Regions from separate parts of the Mus musculus genome. Here region 2 is linked to region 1. The links are chromatin contacts, called in public Hi-C maps. All regions are on one chromosome and are shown on one strand. The core of a region is the stretch at or near the end of the contact, and the rest is flanking DNA. Distances in the headings are between cores, read along the strand shown. Region 1 has its middle 20 kb from the start of Rubcnl. Region 2 overlaps Lrch1 (leucine-rich repeats and calponin homology (CH) domain containing 1).

Evidence for each region. A called contact is a pair of places that touch in the nucleus more often than the background predicts.
Region 2: a Hi-C map of bone marrow-derived macrophages shows a contact between it and region 1, with 34 read pairs. The contact joins two enhancer-like sites. A contact is called at or near these places in 1 of 15 datasets of contacts at CTCF or cohesin (large pre-B cells), 15 of 484 Hi-C or Micro-C datasets (the AML12 cell line, B cells, the BV-2 cell line and 11 more) and 5 of 115 datasets of contacts at active chromatin or transcription factors (effector CD8 T cells, large pre-B cells, memory CD8 T cells and 2 more).

What each region holds. Positions count from the first base shown.
Region 1 is chr14:74,994,979-74,998,065 of GRCm38.p6, reverse strand. No RefSeq gene overlaps it. Among named protein-coding and RNA genes, the nearest start is that of Rubcnl, 20 kb to the left of the region's middle. Within about 2 kb of position 1,300, at least 75 of the 459 cell types and tissues checked have an H3K27ac peak or open chromatin away from gene starts, as enhancers often do. A contact at or near this core is called in CD8 T cells and bone marrow-derived macrophages, where this site is marked.
Region 2 is chr14:74,840,541-74,843,383 of GRCm38.p6, reverse strand. All of the region lies in intron 2 of Lrch1 (leucine-rich repeats and calponin homology (CH) domain containing 1), which reads left to right. Among named protein-coding and RNA genes, the nearest start is that of Gm52135, 23 kb to the right of the region's middle. Within about 2 kb of position 1,508, at least 88 of the 459 cell types and tissues checked have an H3K27ac peak or open chromatin away from gene starts, as enhancers often do. A contact at or near this core is called in CD8 T cells and bone marrow-derived macrophages, where this site is marked.

The DNA of each region.
Region 1 (3,087 bases), core at 51-2,550:
ACACTCTGGGAGAGAATCTGCTCCATGCCTCAGTCCTAGACTCTTGTGGTCGCCAATAGTATTGAGTAATCCCTGCCTTTAGAAGCCATCAATTTCCATCTTTAACTTCATATCTCATCTTTGTGGAGATCTGGATAAGATTGGGCCCCATAGGCTCATAGGTTAGCATGCGTAGTGCCCAGGGATGAACTGTTTTGGAAAGATTAGGAGGCATGGCCTTGTTGGAGGAGGTGTGTCTGGGGGGTGGGCTTTGCCTACTCTTTCTGCCTGCTGCCTGTGGGTCGGTATATAAAGCTCTCAGCTACTGCTCCAGTGCCGTGTCTACCTGCTCCCACCATGACCACAGGCTAATCCTCTAAAGCTGCAAGCAAGGCCCGAGTTAAATGCTTTCTTTAATAAGAGTTGCCTCGATTGTGGAGTCTCTTCACGCCAATAGGAAATAACTAAGATAGTCTTCCTCCCTAACATGTGTCTCTGTGTCCAAATCCACCCCTCCCCACCCCTCCTCTTCCTTCTGGTCCCCTCCTCTGTGATTTGCTCCCAGCTTGTTTTTGTTGTTTCTACAGTCCAGGGTGGCCTCAGCCCTTTCTCATGTGGGGATTACTGGCATATACTAGCATGCCAATCTTCAAATTTCTCTTTAAGGACCACTGTCACTGAGTATACCCTAAAGTAGCATGGCACGATCACAACTTGATTACATCCGCAAAACCTCTCTTTCCAAATAAGGTCCTGACCAAAACTGGGTGGGTTTAGAACTTCAGCATGTGGAGGTGGAGACAGCTTAACCCACAGTGTCATCAAAAGGGCAGGAAGAACCAGTGGCCTCTGGGTGGAGACTGCTGGGCAGGGAAGGAATCCTGTGCTCCTTCCAGCCTTGTTCCTGCTTTCACTGATTGTGTTTGTGTTAGTAGTACTTCTGGAACACTCCCCTAAAGAACATCTCTTTGTTTGCAGCTTATCTTCACACACCCAAATTTCTTACTGTGCAGCTATAACTTATGGTCTTTGAGGAGACATGAAAAACACTTCTGTAGCAGCTAGTGATTATGCGACATCTCTCTTCTACTCAAGGCTTTGAGCTCTGGTCACTTCACCCTTTCTCCAGCTTCTACTCAAGCAGACCTTGTTTTTTTTTTAACTCACTGACATAGAGTGGTTAGTGCTAAAACCACACATCCTGGGGGGGCACAGGGACACATGGCCTTCCTGACTCTCACTGGCCTCTCTAGCCTGCCTGCTTGCTTGTCTCCTGTTCTCTGTTGGCAGAGAGCAGTGTGACACATTTACAGCTTCACTAAAACCGTGGGATGTCCCAGCTTGTCTTTATCCAAGCCCAACACGTGGAATTACTCAGAGTGTGGTTTTGTGCTTTGGTAAAGTCAAAAGAAATGTTCTGTTCTGTAGAGCCACACCTAACTGCCCACACTGTGGTCTGAGGAAATCATGAACCTCAGGATGACACAGCTGAGATCTGGGGTGGCCTTACTTTGAGCTGGGCTCGAACATAAATCTGCGCGCCCATTCCTAGCCCCAGCTCTTCGATAAGCCTGTATTGAGTTGTCTCTGCTGCCTCTCTCCTGCACTCTGTTCTGCCACAGGCAGGGTGGGGTCCCCACACCTGTGTGGAGAGGCTTTCCGAAGACTGTCAGAGCGTTGGCATGACCAGCTTTTAGAGACGACGCCCAGTAGAATGGATGACATTTAAAAGCCTGTTCACAGTGAGGTTTGGAGAAGATGGAGGACTGGATCACTCAAGCATTGCTGCACTTTGCTTGGTTTTACACACACACACACACACACACACACACACACACACCCCACATACACACATACATGCACACTCACATACACAAACACATACATATACACACATATATATACACACACACACACATACACAAACACATACACTCACACCTTTTTAAAAACTCACTTGGCAACCTCATTATTTTATTGCAGGTGCTATGCTCACATGCCACTCTCTAAACAATGCACCTAGCAACCGCTGATCTCCACCTGCATTGAGACACACACGCGCACACACACACACACCATTTTCTAAGTAATGATATACATATTTCCAGCCTTAACAATCAAATCTAGATTGTTCCTATTCTAATGTGTTCCCAATGTGTCTGGGTAGGGAGAACAGGAAGGCTGACCCTATTGGTTTGGGTCTAAATTGTTTTGGGGAGCCCACTCAACAAAGCGACCCGTCTTTCAAGTGAATTTTTAGGGACAATCCCTTATCTACCATCCAATGCCTATGTATAAAACTAGGCATGCTTAGGATTAAAATCAGATATATTATGGGAAGAAAGTTGCGCAGTAGAAAAACGATTGCATCACCTATCAACCAAAACAGAAAACCATAGAAACCATGCCCCATACTACCAAACTCCTCCTCCTTCTGAACCAAATAAAAGGAAAACCCAAACCATAGCCAGGCCCTTGAGTTCCTTCACTCACAGGGCCCACGATCCATCTTGACTGTGCCCATTGTAATCTGTACAATCATTTCACTCAGGGTAACGTTAGCTCACTACTTTGCAAATCACAAAATAATCCTCCTTCATATTATCTCTGCCTTTCCATGCAGCCACATGAGATTTGTGGCCAACTTAACTTTAGTTTGCCTGATAGTTTCTTAAATATTTTATGACACGTACTTATTTAATCAGTTACTATGTGCACTTTGAGTTTCTTCAAAAAGACAAAGTCTCCCAGAGTGTGGCTGTGGAGTAAGACTCCGAAGTACAATAATGAAGACATACCCTCCCTAGCTGATGTCTAAATACATCTTCTGCTCCTTGTGGGAGACACTAGCATGTGTCTGTCTTAAGTTCCACTCTTTTACTAAGTTAGAGGTTGTCATCAGTTGTGGGGCAAGTAGAACTGTGTCACCAGACAAAAACCGGGAAGGGTGAGCGAATTCAGAAACCCTGGTACTTCATGTATCTGAGAATGGTAGGAGTTTCATCTACTCTGATCCGGTTCCTGTCCTGGAACACATGACCAAAACACCCCACATGAAGAGCGTGACCACTAGTTGTCCTGTAGCATAGAGCCCAGTTCTCCGTGCTA
Region 2 (2,843 bases), core at 259-2,758, 150 kb after region 1:
TATTAGTCCCCTATCTGATTTAGGATAGGTAAAGATCCTTTCCCAATCTGTTGGTGGCCTTTTTGTCTTATTGACGGTGTCTTTTGCCTTACAGAAGCTTTGCAATTTTATGAGGTCCCATTTGTGGATTCTTGATCTTACAGCACAAGCCATTGATGTTCTATTCAGGAATTTTTCCCCTGTGCCCATATCTTTGAGGCTTTTCCCCACTTTCTCCTCTATAAGTTTCAGTGTCTCTGGTTTTATGTGGAGTTCCTTAATCCACTTAGATTTGACCTTAGTACAAGGAGGTAGGAATGGATCAATTCGCATTCTTCTGCATGATAACCGCCAGTTGTGCCAGCACCATTTGTTGAAAATGCTGTCTTTCTTCCACTGGATGGTTTTAGCTCCCTTGCCAAAGATCAAGTGGCTTTGCCCCTTCTTGGAATTGGGAGCAAAGCACCCATGGAAGGAGCTACAGAGACAGAGTTTGGAGCTGAGACGAAAGGATGGACCATGTAGAGAATGCCATACCCGGGGATCCATCCCATAATCAGCCTCTAAACGCTGACACCATTTCATACACTAGCAAGATTTTCTGAAAGGACCCAGATATAGCTGTCTCTTGTGAGGCTATGCCGGGGCCTAGCAAACACAGAAGTGGATGCTCACAGTCAGCTTTTGGATGGGTCACAGGGCCCCCAATGGAGGAGCTGGAGGAAGTAACCAAGGAGCTGGGGGGATCTGCAACCCTATAGGTGGAACAATAATATGAACTAACCAGTACTCCCCCAGAGCTCGTGTCTCTAGGTGCATATGTATCAGAAGATGGCCTGGTCAGCCATCAATGGAAGAAGAGGCCCATTAGTCGTGTAGACCTTCTATGCCTCAGTACAGGGGAATGCCAGGGCCAAGAGGTGGGAGTGGGTGGGTGGGGGAGTGGGTGTGGGAGGGTGTGGGGGACTTTTGGTATAGCATTGGAAATGTAAATGAAATAAATACCTAATTAAAAAAAAAGACAGGCTAGAGTACAGATACATGTCAACAACAGCACATGTTTCAGGACTTAAGACTAATATACATTCCGTTAGTGAGCACTAAATCTTTATCACCCAGAGAAATATTTTCACATAAGAAAATTAGGTATGCGGATTGTAGTGTAGATATCCTGCACTTTATGTTTAATATCTACTTATAAGTGAGTACATACCATACATGTCCTTTTCGGTCTGTGTTACCTCACTCAGGATATTCTCTAGTTCCATCCATCTGCCTACAAAGTTCATGATGTCCTTGTTTTTAATAGGTGAGTAGTATTCCATTGTGTAAATGAACTACATTTTCTTTATCCGTTCTCAGTTGATGGACATCTGGGTTGTTTCCAGTTTCTGGCTATTATGCATAAAACTGCTATGAACAAAAAAAAAAAAAAAAAAAAAAAAAGAACTAGCCATGAGGGCTGCCCAGTCAGAGTAGGTGTGTCTCAGCAGGAGCACAGCAAGTCCTATCCTCGGGGTTAGTGATAGGGGAAGTAGATACTGAAAGCCATAGAGGGTTGATATCTACCCATGTGACTAAGGCTTGTTATAAATATAAAAGTTTGTGTGTCTTTTATCAGAGAACTGAATGATCCAAGGTGCAAGGTGGGGTAGAAACCCCCAAATTAATATTAAGTATTTACCACAACAAGAAAGGGCAAGGTGCTAGTGTGTGAGAATCCATCCTGTGTATTTGGCAGGAAACAAAAAAAGCCAGAGATGTTTTTGAGCCCTGTTACTTGGTTTATGATGAGGAGTTACTGAAAAAGTGACATCAGAGGACCAGGTAGGAGCCAGGCCTTCGTCCCTCTCCTCTCTCCCTGTCCTGTTTACCCAGGCAGGGCAGGGACAGTGGCAGGAGGAGGCACACAGGCTCTCCTGCAGCGAGGACAGGGAATCCTGGGGCACCACATTTGAACCTGCGATTCTTTATCAGCTCAAGAAGCCCTTTTCACTGCAAATCAACTCCTTTGTAATCAAGGAAAATTAGCTTTTTAGACAGGTGTCATTGGTTAGATTTAAGATTGAACTTTGGCCTTTACCTTATCAGGTACTGTGTGACCTTATCCGTAAACATTGTTTTCATAAAGGATCCGTTTTTTTTAGCCAGTAGGCTTGAAGGAGAGAAGCGGAGGCTTGGGACCCCTGGACTTGCCTGAGAGAAATAAGTGTCAGATGAATGGCTTCAGGAAGCTAAGACTGCTGACATAGGCAGTGGACATGGAGCTAAAGGGACACAGTTGCCCCTCCCCTTTATGAATGTTCCCCTTGGGGACCTTGGGTCTTTGTTACCCATGTGTGGTTCCTTTGACTCTCATGAAAACTGCAAATAATCCAAAAATACCTCGTGACAAAGTATATGAGACAGATGCTGAGGGAACAGATGTGGCTAAGAGGAAACATGCCCCTGCTCGTGCATGCTAATTAACTAGATTGTTAACTCCATGGACTTGGGGTGGGCTAAGCAGCTTTTGGTTATAAAACTCATTCGACCCACCAGAGAGGCCTTGGATGGTTTTATAAGCTTAGATTTTTCTAAAGTGTGTGTGTGTGTGTGTGTGTGTGTGTGTGTGTGTGTGTGTGTGTGCGTGCCTGCCTGCCTGCCTGCCTGCCTGCCTGTCTGTCTGTCTGTCTGTGAGAATGTCTTTTTAGGTTAAAGAAAGTGTGGTCCTGAAGTTAGAGTTAAAGGTGCTTGGGAGCCCCCCAGCATAGGTGCTGGGAGTCGAACTCAGTCCTCTGGAAGGACAGCAGGCACTTTAAACTACTTAACCACCTCTCCGGGGTCCAGAAGCTTAGACTGCTCAGTTTGAAGCCAGCACTGGC